Regions from separate parts of the Mus musculus genome. Here region 1 is linked to region 2. The links are chromatin contacts, called in public promoter capture Hi-C maps. All regions are on one chromosome and are shown on one strand. The core of a region is the stretch at or near the end of the contact, and the rest is flanking DNA. Distances in the headings are between cores, read along the strand shown. Region 1 overlaps Rab11fip4 (RAB11 family interacting protein 4 (class II)). Region 2 has its middle 9.0 kb from the start of Gm24454.

Region 1 (3,523 bases), core at 528-3,027, 220 kb before region 2:
CGAAGACTAGTGTGTTTTAAAAGCCTGGGTTTCCCGGCTTAGTGTGAGCTGGGGGTGGGGAGGGTGTTACCAGGTCTCACTTGTCCCACTGGTTAAATGACTGCAGATACCCGGAAGTCATGACTACCTCAAGTCCTGCTTCCTGGACTAGTTCACATTATGGGCCTTGGAACCGATGAGGAGAAAACAAGATAGATCACCTGGATTTAACCATGCCAAAACCACTGGAGACCACGGAGTTCAGGCCTCAGAGCCAAGCACCCAAGAGTCTCTCTCACCTTTGCCTGGGGCTCAGCATTCAGATGTGCTCACAATGAGAGGGCACACAGCAACCCAGGAGATGGCCTGTAGCGTTCTCGTCTTACAGACTGAGTCTCAGGAAGCTTATGGAAACTCCCAGGTCAAGGAGCTGGACTCAAACCCAGCTCTGCTGTCCTCCAAAGCCGAGATATGGTTCATTGACCCTGACTAGCTAGGATGGAGACTGGACCGAGACAGTGTGAGAAACTGTCTATGGCATCTGTACGCAGTTCCAAAGGTTGTGTAGAAACTACAAGACATAAATTCAGAGAAGGCCTTACAAGATGGGATTCACCACTCTCACAGACCTTACGTGGAGGTCCCCTCTAGCTAAGGCTGTCCAAGCAAAGCTGCAACTCTAGTGGGCTTTGACCAGGTAAGCAGAGAGGTAGTTGGAAATTTATTGCTCACACACAGCGGGTGAGAAAGAGGTTGAGAGCAAAGGGCCAGAGTAGTGGTTCTCAGTCTTCTTGATATTGTGACCCTTTAACATACAGGTCATCGTGCTGTGGTGACCCCCAACCATAACGTTATTTTTATTGCTACTTCATAACTGTAATTTTGCTACTGTTATGAATTGTAATATAAATATCTGAAATGCGACCACCGTGAAAGGGTCTTCCAACTCCAAAGGGGTTGCAGCCCAAAGGTTGAAAAATGCTGAGCTAGAGAGCAGCAGAGGTAGGTGTGTGTGTGTGTGTGTGAGTATGTATGTGTATGAGTATGAGTCTGTATGAGTGTGAGTATGTGTGTATATGAGTGTGTGTGTGTGTCTGTGTGTGTGTGTGATGTGAAGCCACCTTGCCCATTCTAAGTATACCCAAGTATTTGTGTCAGTGTGTAGTGTATGAAGAACATGAGAACGTGGCTTGAGGCCAGTCAGGAAGGTAATCAGGCTTTTCCCGAGTTATGTAAAACACTACCAAAATGAAGGGAAACTGGTCCTAGCGTTTGCTGTCTTGCTTGAATTCTAAACATTTCGGCCATGTTTAAATCCTGAATGGTGTGAAAGCCTGAGAGGGAGACGGTGTTTCTGATGGAAATCTTTCTTTGTTGAGTTCTCTAGTTCTTATCTTGGTACTTGTTTCTTGTATACTTGCCACTTGTGTCTTGGTGCTGGGCTAGCTATGGATAGCTTTCGCTTGGTGTGAAGAAAACAAAGTAGTGGGTAGGACTCCAAATCAGATTTCAGCTGGTGGTGGGTTGGGGCAGGCTTTTAGTTCGCGAGTTTGAGCTGAACAGTGCTGCCGGAGTCTCGCAGCACTGAGATATTAAGTTTGAGGACATCAAACAGGGACATAGCATTGAGATGGCCGGAGAATTTCATCCAAACTCTAGTGTTTGACCTGCTGGCAGTAAACTGCACGCTCAGACAAGCTCCACCCACCGAGGCGCCGACCGTGTGGCCATTGGCGGCCACCGCCTCCGCCACCTGCCCCTTACCTTGGGTGGGCGGGGCTACCTGGGCCCCGCCCCCTCGGCTCGGGTTCCCAGGCCTCCGAGCCTCAGGACCCGCCCCCTGTGCGAGGCCCGGCCGCCGGAGCCCGGGGAGCTTGGGCGCCTCGTGATGTCACGGCAGCTTTGATACAAAGAGCCCCTTCGGCCCACGCGGGTCTCCCGGCAACGGGTGCGGGCGGGGGCGGGACCGGCGGCTTCAACTGGTGCGGAGCAGCGCGCCTCCCGGATTGTTTTCTGAGCACGGTGCTGGCTTCGTCCCCGTGTACCCCGCCGGACCCGACTCGACCAGCCGCTGGCTTCTTGTTCATCTACAGCGGCCCGACCTGCAGCCGGTCGGGGGATGCGCTCCCCGCCGGCTCCCGGATGCCAGGTAAGCGGCGACCGCGGGACGCACCTAGCTTGCACCAGGAGTGGGAAGTTGGTGGATTCGCCTCTACCCTCCCTGTGCTGGCCAGGGAGATCAGAGTACCTTCGCAAAACCACTGACCCCTCTGCTTGCTCCGGGCCTTCGGCCAGCGCCCAGGTGCGAGCGTGAGCGGAACCAACTTGGTGCCCGAGGAGGGTGCCCGCGATCCCTGTGGCGCTGTTCCAGAAGTGTTTTAGGGGGAATCTGGTGGAAATGGGAAGAGAGCTTGTCAGCCCCCATCAGTGTCCTGCTCTTAGCTGGGCTGCTTCCCTAGGGAGCTGTAAGTGGTGAAGTTGTTTCCATAGGTGATGGCTGCTGCATGAAGCCAGTTTCCTGCTTTTCCCCTCTCACGGGGCATCTGAAGGGTTAGAAGACAGAACCAGCCTAGTAGTGTAGGGATTTGAGACAGGTCCTGCTTCCCCTCAGCAAGATGCTCCTATGGGTGGAGGTGTGCGCAGGCCACCAGCCTATGCCCTTGAGTCCCGTAAGAGCCCACAGTCCACCTCAATGTAAGTTGTTGACATAGTTGCTTCTCCGTTGCGACAAGTGTTTCCCAGGGCCTAGCATCGAAGCCTCTGTAAACGTGGTACCAATACAGCCCTAGACAGCATTCCGTCACCTCTCCATCTCCCACTTCTGGTCTTGCTTTCCCCAAAAGAGCTAGAAATGATTCGTTGCTGAACTCTTAAGGACTCACCAGTTTTCTACTGGCTGATTTATAGCACCCCTGCCCCCTCCCCCTAAAGTAGCAGAGGGGTCAGAGGTCCTGCCTCCGTGCTTGCTGCTCTAGTCATTTTGGATTGGGCCCCACTTTGCACTGGTTCCTGATGCTCTCCAAGCCTCTGTCTCCCTTCCCAGAGCAAGAGGCAGGTGATAATTGCTTGGGTTCCCACATTCCCTGGGGCAATTTCCAGGGCCCTTCCCTGGTGAAAGATGGTGTCTGTTATTGCTAGGGAAAGGAGTCTCAGTGGGGAGGGTTTTACGACTGCAAAAGACCACTGCTAGCTCCTCCACCCACCTTCACTAGCTGAGATCTCACGGTTCAGCCCCAGCTTCTGGTATTGTGGCACTGACCCAGACTTTAACCTGCTTAGCGGACTCTCACAGAGGCAGGGTTAAATACCCAGGGAACTTTATATGTGGGACACATCCTTGCCCTCCAGAGGACCTTGAGTTCCAGGGTATAATCTGACACCACCCAGCTACCTTGAATGCCTGGGCCAGTTCATGTTGGTTCTTTGAGGTCAGTGGCCTATAGATGTGGGGTAAGCTGGTGAAGAATGTGTGGCTGGAGCCTGAAGGCAGCACAGCTTGCTGGCTGTGCTGCCTGGTGGAAACCACTTCGGACCTTCAGATTCT
Region 2 (3,247 bases), core at 678-3,177:
CTGCTGTATATTGTGCCTCTGTGTAATCAAGGTCTGCATGGCTGCAGCTAATTGACTAAGCCTGGTCCCAGGCTTATGTCCTGGCCCCTGAACGGCCAGGAATGTAAAGTCTGATGTCCCCGCTGGAGTGACTGATGTAAGAGGAATGTCCCTGGAAGGTTACAGTGTGGTGGTACACATCTGCGAACACTGAGGAGAAGGCACGGAAGGTGCAAATTTGAGGCCAGCCTGGGCTACACAGTGAGTTCCAGGTCAGCCTGGGCTATAGAGGGAGACCTTATCTTAACAAAGAAACAAACAGTGGCTTCGTGGATGGTTCAGAGGACAAAGTGCCTTCTGCACAAGGACACTGACCTGATTTGGATCTCCAGCACCTGTGTAAAGAGCCAGGTGTGACAGTGTGTCCCCTCCAGTTCTGGGGGTGGAGATGGGGACCCCTCAGGTTTACTGGCCAGAAGTCCAGCCAAGATGACAAGCCGTTTCAAGTAATAAAGTGGAGAAGTGACTAAGGAAGACACCCAACACCAATTTCTAACCTCTACACACGCACATGTGAGACCCCGGCTTAAAGCATTTCTCCCTGAAAGGTAGAGCCCCTAAAGCATTTCCCCAAGCTTGTTTTCCCTGGTCTTTAAAAATACAGCTAGAAAGAAGCTCTTTGTTCTCTATAGCCAGCAAAAAGCCTTTTAGTTTCTATACTGTACAGCCAGAGATGCCTGCCTTCCTGTGCGAAGGACACGGAGATAAAAATTCAGAAAGAACTCATTCCCCACTCCTGCCTTGTAAATTTCACCAAGGACACCCAGAACTCTTCCCAACTCCTCCCAACTCTCCTCCCAACTCCTCAGCTAGTTGTTAAAAACCCCCTACTGTCACCGCTCCGGTCGAACTCCCCTGCCCTGCCCTGCGGAGGGACTTCGTCCTCAGCTAGCTGATAATAAAACCTCTTGCAGTTTGCATCAGGTGTGGTTTTCTCTCGGGTCACTGGGGTGCTGGCCAGCTCATCCCGGGACTTGAGCGGAGTTCCAGCTTCGGGGGTCTTACAGAGAGAGAGATAGAGAGAACATGCACACACAAAAATAGGGGACATTACATTACAAGGTGACTCAAGTTCATAGTGGAGATAGTGTGCTTAATACCACTAAACTGTACATTTAGAAACCGTGAGAGGCTAAAAAGGCAACTCAGCAATTAAAAGTACTAGCTGCCCTTCCAGAGGACCCAGGTTCAATCCTTGTGGAGTTATAGCCATCTGTAACTCCAGTTCCAGGGGATCTAATGCTGTCCTCTGGTCTCCTCCAGAAACATTCACAGCACACAGAAAATAAATGCAGGTAAAACATCCATACACATAAAACTAAATAAGAAAAAATGTAAACCAACCTCTCCCCAAATTTTAATGAAAAAAACAAACAAACAAACAAACAAAAAACAGTTAAGGCATACCTCTTGTTGTTTTGAGACAGAGTAGCCTTAACTGTCCTGGAAGTCACTTCATAAAGCAGATAGCCTTAAACTCACAGAAATCCTCCTGCCTCTACTTCCCAAGTGCTGGGGTTAAAGGCATGTGCGGCCATACTGGGCAGTTATGTTTATTTTAACACAACTAAAACTTAACTGAATAAGCAACAAGACCACATGGGACAGCTGTAAATGTACCTCAGTGAATCTCAACAACCACTTGGAGAGTAAGATAATAGAGGAATTAGGCAGGGACACTGGATCCCTAGACAAGCAGGGGTCAGAGACATCGGTTAGACTTGCTCAGCTTACTGAGTGTCTTCTGTGTACCTTGAACTTTCTGTCATCATAACTCACACGAGACGACCGTCATTACATAATTTTACCAAGTTAGTAGTGACCGCCATGCTCACACAGTGTCCACAGGGCTCACCTAATGTCCACAGTGCTCACCTAGTGACCTCAGTGCCACCTAGTGTCCTCAGTGCTCCCCAGTGTCCACAGTACTCAGCTAGTGTTCCCAGCGTGCCTGATGCTTTCACTCAGTCTCACCACAACCCAGGAGGAGGACCATGGCTCTGCTCAGAAGGCACAGCTTATGACCCTGAGGGGAAGGGGTCAGAGTTCGTCCACAGAAGCATAAAATGAAGTTAGTGGGTTCGAAGTAAAGATCTAGAAAAACCTACAGAAAAATGGTAAAGAAGAGCCTTCAACCCCAGTGAGATGGTTCTGGGGGTTAAAGGTGTTTGCCATGCATGTCAGGTGACCTGATTTGAATCCCTGAAATCCACAGGAAGGGGCAAGAATAGAATTAACTCCACAGACTCATCCTCTGACCTCTACGTGTCTGCCACAGCACACCCACCCATGTATAAGCACCATGAACACATACATAATAATATAAATTTTAAATTAAAAAAATTTTAAAGAAGAGATCTCAGCACATTTATGTCTTTGTTAAAGATTTATTTGTTTTTTTTATTCTATGTGTATGGGTATTTTGCCTACGCGTATGTATGTGCACCATGTGGAGCCTGTAGGGGTCAGAAGAGGGCATCAGATCCTCTGGAACTGGAGTAAGAGATGGTTGTGAACCACCTCGCAGGTGCTGGGACTAAACCTGGGTCCTCTGTTAGAGCTGTAAGTTTTCTTAACCACTGAGTCATCCAAACCTTGTACTTAGGTTTTGGTGACCACAGAAATGAGGTGTCTGGAACAGAAGGGTATGTGAACATATGGGATCTATACCTAGTCAAAACTAAAACAACCGGCCTACAACCGGCCTACAACCGGCCTCCATCCCTACATCAGGAAGTCTGACAGTAAGCCTCCTCCCTTACCATATATAGTCATGAGGGAAAACACGAAAGGCAAACAGAGTAGTCACTGAAACACATGCGCAGGAAGCAGTCATTCCAAATGGGCCCACACAGAGTCCGGGAAGCTGCAGCTTAGGAAGGCCTTGGGAGGACTTTAGACTGCAGTGTCCCAGGGGAGGACCTAAGAGGACGTTAGCCTGCAGTGTAAGCTGGAGTCACGGGGTATATCATCTGAAGCTCATATAATAAAGGATTAACTTGAACCTGCTCACTCTAAGGAATGTGTGGGTCAGCCAACACCTGTTGCATCTCTCACTGATGTGGACCAAAGTCTGTATGGCTGCCCAACCATGCGCTCGAGTTTGCTTGTTTATCTACGATCACACCTGCTCTGTCTGGAGGGAAGCCCAGGCAGACTAGGGTGACAGTTCCCCGTTTCACAGTTGATTCAGATTGGGCAGAGGTTG

The links. Capture Hi-C pulls out chosen DNA fragments and counts their contacts.
Region 1: a promoter capture Hi-C map of liver shows a contact between it and region 2. The contact joins two enhancer-like sites. A contact is called at or near these places in 3 of 39 promoter capture datasets (cranial neural crest, embryonic stem cells and liver), 1 of 484 Hi-C or Micro-C datasets (liver), 4 of 115 datasets of contacts at active chromatin or transcription factors (embryonic basal ganglia, embryonic stem cells and stem cell-derived neural progenitor cells) and 1 of 9 other capture datasets (liver).

What each region holds. Positions count from the first base shown.
Region 1 is chr11:79,658,729-79,662,251 of GRCm38.p6, forward strand. The region is part of intron 3 of Rab11fip4 (RAB11 family interacting protein 4 (class II)); the gene reads left to right. Among named protein-coding and RNA genes, the nearest start is that of Gm30718, 14 kb to the left of the region's middle. Within about 2 kb of position 1,778, at least 205 of the 459 cell types and tissues checked have an H3K27ac peak or open chromatin away from gene starts, as enhancers often do. A contact at or near this core is called in liver, where this site is marked.
Region 2 is chr11:79,883,099-79,886,345 of GRCm38.p6, forward strand. No RefSeq gene overlaps it. Among named protein-coding and RNA genes, the nearest start is that of Gm24454, 9.0 kb to the right of the region's middle. Within about 2 kb of position 1,928, at least 25 of the 459 cell types and tissues checked have an H3K27ac peak or open chromatin away from gene starts, as enhancers often do. A contact at or near this core is called in liver, where this site is marked.